Regions from separate parts of the Sus scrofa genome. Here region 1 is linked to region 2. The links are chromatin contacts, called in public HiChIP or PLAC-seq maps. All regions are on one chromosome and are shown on one strand. The core of a region is the stretch at or near the end of the contact, and the rest is flanking DNA. Distances in the headings are between cores, read along the strand shown. Region 1 overlaps AHCYL2 (adenosylhomocysteinase 3). Region 2 overlaps NRF1 (nuclear respiratory factor 1).

Region 1 (5,169 bases), core at 697-3,196, 230 kb before region 2:
AGAGATGATGTGGAGAACATGTTCTTTCTATCTGGAGCACTCTTCTCATTCCCCTCCCCACCCAATGCACACCAGGTACCCCCGGCTCATCCGTTACCTTTCTTGGATGTGACACTCCCAGTACACATGATTGGTACTCTTGCCATGTACTCCCGTAGCAGCTTGTGTTTACCTTATCATTTTGCACACTTTTTGGGTAATTACTTATCTAATTGCCTCTCTCTCTCTCCTGCACCACCAGGGCAGGGACTGTCTTTCTTTGCTGCCTGGCACATGATAGGCACTCAATAAATATTTGTGGTTCGGGAGTTCCCATTGTGGTGCAGCGGAAACGAATTTGACTAGTATTGATGAGAATGCAGGTTCGATCCCTGGCCTCACTCAGAGAGTTGGGGATCTGATGTTGCCATGAGCTGTGGTGTAGGTCACAGCCACAGCTTGGATATTGCATTGCTGTGGCTGTGGTGTAGGCCGGCAGCTGTAACTCCAATTCGACCCCTAGCCTGGGAACTTCCATATGCCATGGGTGTGGTCCTAAAAAGCCAAAAAAAAAAGGAAAAGAATTGTGGTTCCATTGAATGTATTCACCATATCTAAGAAGAGAAGATGAATTTAAATGTGTTGTGATTAATAAGAATAGTAAATTATAAATATCATTATAAATATCATGACAAATTCCAGGCACCATTCTAAGTACTTTATATATGTTAATTTATTTGATCCTCTCAGCAATTCTATAAGGTAGATATTCTTTTTTTTTTTTTTTGTCTTTTTGTCTTTTCTAGGGCTGCTCCCGCAGCATACAGAGGTTCCCAGGCTAGGGGTCTAATCAGAGCTGTAGCTTCCAGCCTGCACCAGAGCCACAGCAATGCCAGATCCGAGGCGCATCTGCGACCTACACCACAGCTCACGGCAATGCCAGATCCTTAACCTGCTGAGCGAGACCAGGGATCGAACCCGCAACCTCATGGTTTCTAGTCGGATTCGTTAACCACTGAGCCGTGACGGGAACTCCATATAAGGTAGATATTCTTAATGTGCCATTTTCCAGATAAGAAAACTAAGGAGGATAAGTAATTTGCCTGAAGTTACACAGTTGGTAAGTGATGACTGAAGATTCAAATCCATCTGGTACTACTCTTCTATGTCTAGTGTTGAACAAAATAGTTGGCACAATGCTAAGTGCTCTTATGTATTTCTATGTATTCTTTACTCTTTATAACTTCAGTATGAGGAGGGTTTTATTCTCTTTTACGGATGAGAAAGCAAAGGCTCAAAAAGTTATATAGCTTACCTAAAGATACACAGCTAGTAAGTAATGGAGCCAGTCTTTAAACCTAGGAGTTCCTGTTGTGCGTGGCTCAGCAGAAACAAATCCGACTAGGAACCATGAGGTTTCAGGTTTGATCCCTGGCCTTGCTCAGTGGGTTAAGGATCCGGCATTGCCGTGAGCTGTGATGTAGGTGGCAGACTTAGCTCGGATTTGGCGTTGCTGTGGCTCTGGCATAGGCAGGCAGCTATAGCTCGATTAGATCCCTAGCCTGGGAACCTCCATATGCCACAGGTGCGGCCCTAAAAGGACAAACAAACAAACAAACAAAAATACCCAAGCTTATATAACTCTAAAGCCTGTGGTCTTTCCCAGTACTGATATGTCTCCATGTGGAGCCTAAAATACCTGTGGGATATGAGTCTTAAGATTACTGAGGAACCAAGAAGTAGGAAGCCTAATATTTAAGTTGTGGGGTCAGAGGATTGAACAACTCCAGTTGCTCTGGTAATGTGGGCATTTCAAGTTTGAAGGGGCGAGGGAGATTTAAAGCCTAGCAGATTTCAGCCAGCCTTATAATTGACCAGCTGGAACTTTGAACTCGGTGGTAAGAACCTTAGCCTCTGCAATAAGCTAAGTCACTTAGATGACTAAGGAGTAGTTACTGCTTTTTCTTATGGCCTCAGAGAAACCGGGTGGATGAGAAATACTGAAATATCAGAACTGGAAGGAACCAGCTCTAACCTTCCACAGTGCCCTCTTACCCACTTCCCACTTATTTTGTAATAAGGAAACTGAAGAGGAGAGTAATTAGGTGACTTGCCAAAATCTAATAAAACCATTAGTGACAAGTCAGGAATAGAGGACCAGTCACAATCTTGTCTTCCTTGCCCTGTGCCTTATGACTTGCTAGGCTCCAGACTTATCACCTCCTATTTAAAACTCTTCTGCCATTGTAGTTACTTCTTTACCACTGCCTGGTTCGTTCTTTCTTTCTTTCTTTCTTTCTTTCTTTCTTTCTTTCTTTTTTTCCTCCGTTATTTGCCTGGTTCTTTTTAACTTTGGCCCTGGAGATATTAACTTCCTGTCCTTTACCCTCCAGCCCCAAGCAGGTGGTCACTCTGGCTTGCCCTCACTTACTTAATGATGGTGCTTGTATCAAATCATTACTGGTAGGGGGGAGTTTCCTGGTGGTCTAGTGGTTAGGATTCAGTGCTTTCACCACTGCAGCCTAGGTTCAATCCCTGGTCTGGGAACTGAGATCCCACAGTAAGCTGCTGCATGTCAAGCCCCGCCCTACCCCCCAAAAAAGTCACCATTGGAAGGAACACTATTGGCACATAGAGCTTCAAGTTGATGTTCTTGCAATGAAATGAGATTCTTTGGAGCTGTTCACACACTGGGTCAATTTTTGTAAAGCTTGAAGGCTGCAGGAGCAGGTGCAGTTTCTGTAACCTTTTCAAATTGCAAGATCCTAAATGCTAAGTGTAGTTATTATAGATAATGGTGCGCAGGGGCCTCACTCTTGCCCTTGCTATAGGTATATCTTCTAAGGCACAGTAGGGTAAAATTAAATCAGATTGAAAACAACTTTATAACTAGTATTTACACCAATACCCTGTGCCTTATGCAGTCCCACTCAGTTAATAGACCTTCAGTTCTTGAATGTAATAGCTACTGTTTTATTTTTGTTTCAGAGTCATTACAGATATAGTTTTCAAAGGAAGTCTATTTTAGTTAAAACATACACTGACAACAAAAACAAAAAAAGTTACAGCTAAAATGACATTTAATTTAGCCTGCTAAAGTTATATCTTTTACTTATGCTTATTCTTTTATTCCCAACCAAAAGTCTATGTTTTAGCACTACCATGAGGCCAGTCATCTTCCATTTATTTATTTTTTATTGAAAAAGTATAGTTGATTTACAGTGTTGTGTTAATTTCTGATGTACAGCAGAAAACGTCTTTTGGCCTTGATTTGTTCTGAAAAGCTTCCTTATGATACAGATCATAATGGATTATAATTGATGCAGATCAAGCAGTGGAAAGCAGATTGTATATTCTTGCAGTGATAATATTATAATTAAAGACTAAAAACCTATTAAGGACTCACCACAAATAAGTCGTTGCTTTGGTCGGTAGTATAACGAAGCCTTGGTAGATATCATAATGTTCCAAATCCTATAAAATGGACATAAATATGTAGAACACATTGGCTCTGCAAGTTGCCCCAGAGTATTATAAGGTATATGTACAGCATACAAGATTGGACAGTGTCTTAAGCCCACACCGAATGCCAGACACTCGAGGCAAATCAAAGCTAAGCCCTGAAGAGCCTGGGATCTAATGAGGGATAACACACACACACACACACACACACACACACACACACACACAACTGAAATATGAGGAAAGGTGAAAATAGTGTTGTGACAAAGTAACAGTATTAGAGAAAAGAGATAACTTTTTTTTAGGTTAGATTCTGTGGCAGAATGAATGCGTTTCAGTTTGAGAAAATGCATGAGCAAAGGCATCAAGGTGGCAAAGGAGACAGCATAACAATGACATGAGTAAGAGCGACCATTTATTAAGTATCTACACTTTATTGCTATTATTTTTATTGCCACACACATGGTGTATGGAACTTCCTGCACCTTGGATTGAATCCAAGCCACAGCTGCAACCTACACCACAGCTATAGCAATGCCAGATCCTGTAACACACTGCACGGAGCTGGGGATCAAAGCTATGCCTCCGCAGCGACCTGAGCACCTGCAGTTAGATTCTTAACCCACTGCATCACAGCAGGAACTCCCATGTGCACTTCAAAAAATCCTTGCATCAATCCTGTGAGAGGACTATTATTATTTCCATTGTATGGATTAGAAAACTGGAGTTTGGGGAGTTCCCTGGTGGCATGCTGTCACGTGGGTCTGATCTCTGGCCAGGGAACTTCTACATGCCATGGGTGCAGCCGAAAAGAAAAGAAAACTGGAGGTTTAGAAAGGTTAGTTACATGTCAGCCAGCATTTGAACCGAGGTCTGTTTAACTCCAAGACCAGTGCTCTTAGCTTCTCTCTTGTACAGTCTACCTTTAGGAGATGGCAGGTAATACAGCTTACCTGGGGATACAGGGTATATAGGGATAATAAGCAGTGGGAGATCCTCCTGGAAGTGATTTACAGAGGGTTTTTAGGAGGCAATAAAAATGGACAGGGAGGAAGAGATGAGAGGCTTGGTAGGAGGGCTCAAAAACCATTAGTAACCAATTGTTCTGGGCACTGGGGAAAAGGGAGAAATCGAACATGACTGAGGTTTTATATCTGGGTGACTGAAGGAACAGTGAACAGTGATAGAAGAGTGAGAAGAAACTTGTTTGAAGGGTGGGCGGAAAGGAAAGATGGGGCAATCATTTTTAAATATGTTGCATTTAAAACCCAGGTGAGGCGTTCCCATCGTGGTGCAGTGGTTAACGAGTCCGACTAGGAAACATGAGGTTGCAAGTTCGATCCCTGCCCTTGCTCAGTGGGTTAAGGATCCAACATTGCCATGAGCTGTGGTGTAGGTCGCAGACAAGGCTCAGATCCCTTGGCCCTAGAAAAGGCAAAAAGACAATAAATAAATCAATAATAAATAAATAAATAAAATAAAAGGGAGAGCAGACAGAGGACAGTAAACGGAGGTTGCTTTGTCCAAATTAACCTGCTCTCAGAGGGCCTTATCAAAATTGACACCCTGACCTCAAATCGCTCCTGCATTTCATCGACCTTCTATATCTTGCCATCACTCAAATTGCTTTATTCCATAGCTCTTCTATGACTACAGCTTCCTATACTTCCTCCGCTGCTGTTCTCTCTTGGTATTCTGTCTCCACCTGCCCTGTGATCTCTGATCCTT
Region 2 (5,118 bases), core at 1,468-3,967:
ATTCCCCTCCCTAAAATATTATGTGTATATTTGTTTAGTTGACCTTCTTCCAGTAGGATGTAAAGCCTAACAAGGCGAGGACTTGTTTTTGTTCACAGCTCTCTCCTCTGTGCCTTCATCAATGCTTGATACACATGGATAATTTTTATGTATATGTTGCATGAATGAAGAAATTGAATCTCTTGGCCAGTCATTATCTCAGCCTTTCTTCCACTGCATTTGATATTGTTAACTTCTCTTCCTGTGCCTTCTATGACACTACTGTCTCCTGATTCTCATTTTTCCTTCTAACTTCTCATTTGTCTTCACACGTTATTTTTTTTCCCTTCCTTTATATGCCCCTTTGAATATTCCCAAGATTCCTTGCTTCTTTTATCATCCCACTTTACATATAATTCCTGGTCAATTTTATTCATGCTCTGTACTTTCACTACCACCTCCTTGTTCATGAGTCCCAACTTACACCTGCATCACACTTGTCCCTGTATCACAGTTCCAGATCTGAGTATCTATTTGTATAAATATTGTAATGTACTGTCTTCCTCTGCAGACCCGCTTTTTTTTTTTTGTTGTTCCTTGTCTTGTTAATGAGCCAGTTCTCAACCCAGGCCTAGAACGTTGTCATCATCCTGAACTTCACTGTTCCCATCCCGTTGTTCACTAAATCCTTTCCATTTTCATCCCCTAGATATTTCACACTTTCTTTCCATCCTCATTGTCTTTAAAAAAAGTTTTCTTATTAAAGTATAGTTTATTTACAGTGTTCTGTCCATTTCTGCTGTACAGCAAAGTGACCCAGCTATCCCCATTGTCTTAATTCAGGCCCCCATTAGTGTTCCCTTATGGACCATTGAATTAGTTCCATCAGTGATTTGACTGCCTCTAGCCTAGTCCTTCCCAAATGATTCTTCACACAGCGGGGAGGAATGTTTGCAGGATGCTGCTTATCCTCTTTAGCAGTGCTGCATCCTGTAGCCTAGAGCTTTAAGAATGGCCTTTAAGGAGTTACTGTAGTGGGCCTTTGTGACCTGCAGTTATTTGTAGACCGTATAGATGATACTATCTCTTTAAAGTATTGCTTACATTTGAGTTTTCAAATAAACTAATCTATAGTATACTCTTTTCATTATCTGTTTTTTCTAAATAAATAAAATTATCATGTAGTAGAGATTCCACCCCCTGCTCTCTCTTCCCTCCCTCCCTCCTCCCTTCCTTCCCTTGTTATAAAGGGATCTTCATAATATTGAGTACCACTGAACTATAAGATGCTGTACAGATTACTTTGCACAACACATAAGGCCCCCATCATGTGGCTCCAGGTAGCTGAACCTCTGGTGTACTGGCATGCTTGGTCATGCTCCATATGCCACATTGTTTCCTCTGCTCCCAGTACTTCTACCCCACTCCCCTTCCTAGCCCCCAGCAACACCTCTCAAATAGCTAGCTACTCCATAAAATCTTTCCTGATCAGAATACAGTCTAGGCGTCTTTCCAGGGAATTCCCATCGTGGCTTGAAACGGATCTGACTAGCATCCATGAGGATGCAGGTTTGATCCCTAGCCTCACTCAGTGGGTTCAGGATCCATCATTGCCATGAGCTGTGGTGTAGGTCGAAGACACAGCTCAGATATGGTGTTGCTGTGGCTGTGGTATAGGCCAGTGGCTACAGCTCCCATTCAGCCCCTAGCCTGGGAACCTTCATGTGCTGTGGGTGCTGCCCTAAAAAGACAGAAAATAAAAATTAAAAACAAACTCCTTTCCAAGGTCTACAAAGGCCTTTCGTGGTTTTTTTTCCATCCTGTCTCCCTCTACCCTTTCCCTTTTCACCAGGCTCTTCCTGTGGCTGCCTTTTTCTCACCCATTCAGGTTGCATATCCAATGTGCCCCATCAGAGACCACTGTTCCCCGCCCCACCGCCATTTTCTTATCATATTGCCTTATTTTATCCCCTGCATAGCACATGCCACTTCTTGAAATTCTTGCCTATTCTTTTTTTTTTTTTGGCTTTTTCAGGGCCGCACCCGCGGCATATGGAGATTCCCAGGCTAGGGGTCCAAATGGAGCTATAGCTGCTGGCCTACACCACAGCCACAGCAATGCCGGATCCTTCACCCACTGAGCGAGGCCAGGGATCAAACCCGCCACCTTATGGTTCCTAGTCAGATTCGTTTCCTCCTTTCTGTCTTTATTGTTATGGCTCCCTTTTCCAGAATGTATGTTCCTTGAGGTTAGGGACTCTGCCTTCTTATCCCTGAGTCTCTTGCCTAGGATCTGGTCCTCAGACAATATTTGATTGATTGGATTAACTACTCTCTCCTTTGAGCCCCGTTCTTCCTTTGATTTTCTTCCTTAGCAGTTATACATTGCATTGCAGTCTTTGTTGCTATTGAGTTTTCAGTCTCTGGTGCGAGACTAAACAGGCATTGGAAATGATCAAGGGAGCCCAGGAATGGGCATCTTGAAGAGAACTTTGATAAGAGCATGTCCTGCTCCCTCTAGCCAGTCACTTGTTGCCAGTCTGAAGTAACAGCATTTATTTGGGGAGGGACACTCTGCTGAGTCCTTTACTTAATTATATCATTTCATTTAATCTTCATATCAACACTACCAGGAAGGTATTAATACATTATTACCAGTTTTATCAGTTTATAAATAAGGAAACATGTGGAGAGCTTTAGAGTCACCAGACTAGTAAATGACAAAACTGACTCACCAGCCCAAGTTTTTAATGCGGTACTGCTTACTGGTGTTACTTCCCTATTTTAAAATGTTGGCGAGTCATTCACATTTAAAAGCCAAACAAAAACCAAGCATACCCAAACAAAATAGGTATGAGGGGCTGCTCTGGTTTATATGGTTTTCCTCTGAGGAGATTTGGATCTGCTTATGGTCCTACCCATGATCCTGGAACTCATATGCCGGATAAGCGCTTGCATGGACGATACAGTAATTATTTCCTCTTCTGCTTTGCTTTCTTGCTTCACCATAAAATAAAATATTGCCATATGTTTCTGTATCATGTTGCAGTTATAAAAGTGCTTTCATATATGATTGACTTTTAAAAAAGCCTCAGTTAACACTGCCACCACCCAACACACATGTATGTGTTCCTTGGCCTTCATTTCACAGTGGATCAGAGGGAGTAAAATGCAGGAAGTAAAGCACAAAGCAATGAGTGCTAAGCTTACTGCTCAACCTGTTTTTCAATATTCATCAGTGTTGCTCTTGCCTCACTTATCTCCTTAGGCACAGCTCCATGTATGAGAAAGCATGCTTTTAAATGTTCAGTATTATATATTTTAAATTTAGTGAGACAATACACAGTCCATAAATTATGCATAGTTTTTGGAAAATATAGTCAGTACTAGGGTTTTGGTTATTAGGTCTTGATTCTTCTGCATATACGTGATTTCCAGTGATTGATCTGGCCCCCATTTTTACATGTTTTTTTAATCATTTCTAAATTTATGTAAGTAATCTATACAAATAATAATTTATATACATAATAGGGACTCTCAATTAAGATATTTTAAACAATTACATAAAATGTGTGCACAGTTCTCCATTTTCCTCAAAGAGTTAGTCCCTTGTCCTCTACTTTTCTTTGGCATATGGAAGTTCCCAGGCTAGGGGTGGAATTGGATCTACCGCTGCTGGCCTATGCCACAGCTACAGCCACACAGGATCCAAGCCACACCTGTGACGTACGCTGCAACTGTGACAACACCGGATCCTTAAGCCACTGAGCGAGGCCAGTGGGCTGCTATAAGACAGTGATGGCAGAGCTTGAAGGGTGGAGGCAATAGAAGGCATGTTAGAGGGACTGGGACAGGTGACTGCGAGCGCATTTTGAAAAAGATCACTTCATTTCAAAATGACGATTTTATAGTACAAATTCACTGAACCCTCAGTAAAACCCAAATCTTGGGTTGAAGATGTACACATGATAGTGTGCGATAAAAGTTAACACGCCCAAGCCGATAATGGTTAGAGACTGTGCTCTGGGACTGATGGAGTGGATGGAGCATTGGATTGGAGATGTGGGGTCGACTTTTGATTTTGCCACCAACTAGAGCTGTGACTTTGGGTAACTCAGCCTTTCTGGGTCTCAACTTAATCTGTAAAATGAGAAAATTAGACTAGTTAGTCCCCAAGGTCTGGGGCATTTTAAGTTTGCCTCTGGTTAAAGAAAAGCTCTGTCAGCAGCTGGGTCTGACTGGTTATCACAATAAGAAGGTATAGTTAGGGGATCCAAAGGGAATAGTTACAGGTTTTTTTAGCCAATTTCATCAGGATATTCTCTGTGTTTCCTAACAAAAACAAAGAGTTTACAATGGAAAAAAAAAATTAGTCTCCAGCCCTACTGTCCAGAGATAGCCTTTAAAAACTATTTCACTATTTCTGTTTTTAGCTTCTCTAGGAATTACTTCCATGAGGCTTAATATGTGCAAACCTCTGTTTCTTGAATTATCAACTTTAGACAATATCTGGACTTTTTTAATATGAAAAAATAAGCATTTAAGTCACTTTTCCTATCCTCTCCATTCTCTCATTTGATATTTATATTATTTTTGAAAGTCTTTTATTAATCATCTTTATAATTTTAAATGATAAACATTTATTTTTTGATCCACCAACTTTCTTTTCTTTCTTTTTTTAATGGCCACACCCACAGCATATGGAAGTTCCCGGGCCAAGGATTGAATCTGAGCTGCAGCTGCGAGTTATGCCACAGCTGCAGGCAGCGCCAGATCCTTTAACCAACCCGCTGGGCTGGGCTGGGCTGGGCTGGGCTGGGACTCCAACCCAGTCCTCTACAGTGACCCAGGCCACGGCGGTTGGATTCTTAGCCCTCTGAGCCACAGTGAGAACTTGCACCAACTTTTTTTTTTTTTTTTTGTCTTTTTGCCATTTTCTTGGGCCGCTCTCGCAGCATATGGAGGTTCCCAGGCTAGGGGTCTAATCGGAGCTGTAGCTGCCAGCCTACGCCAGAGCCACAGCAACGCGGGATCCGAGCCGTGTCTGCAACCTACACCACAGCTCACGGCAACGCCAGATCGTTAACCCCCTGAGCAAGGCCAGGTATCGAACCCGCAACCTCATGGTTCCTAGTCGGA

What was found. HiChIP or PLAC-seq counts read pairs in DNA pulled down with a chosen protein or histone mark.
Region 1: a contact with region 2 is called in an H3K27ac HiChIP or PLAC-seq map of alveolar macrophages. The contact joins two enhancer-like sites. A contact is called at or near these places in 1 of 47 Hi-C or Micro-C datasets (fibroblasts) and 1 of 2 datasets of contacts at active chromatin or transcription factors (alveolar macrophages).

What each region holds. Positions count from the first base shown.
Region 1 is chr18:19,334,083-19,339,251 of Sscrofa11.1, reverse strand. The region is part of intron 1 of AHCYL2 (adenosylhomocysteinase 3); the gene reads left to right. Among named protein-coding and RNA genes, the nearest start is that of STRIP2, 81 kb to the right of the region's middle. Within about 2 kb of position 1,946, at least 7 of the 83 cell types and tissues checked have an H3K27ac peak or open chromatin away from gene starts, as enhancers often do. A contact at or near this core is called in alveolar macrophages, where this site is marked.
Region 2 is chr18:19,105,035-19,110,152 of Sscrofa11.1, reverse strand. The region is part of intron 1 of NRF1 (nuclear respiratory factor 1); the gene reads left to right. Among named protein-coding and RNA genes, the nearest start is that of NRF1, 35 kb to the left of the region's middle. Within about 2 kb of position 2,717, at least 4 of the 83 cell types and tissues checked have an H3K27ac peak or open chromatin away from gene starts, as enhancers often do. A contact at or near this core is called in alveolar macrophages, where this site is marked.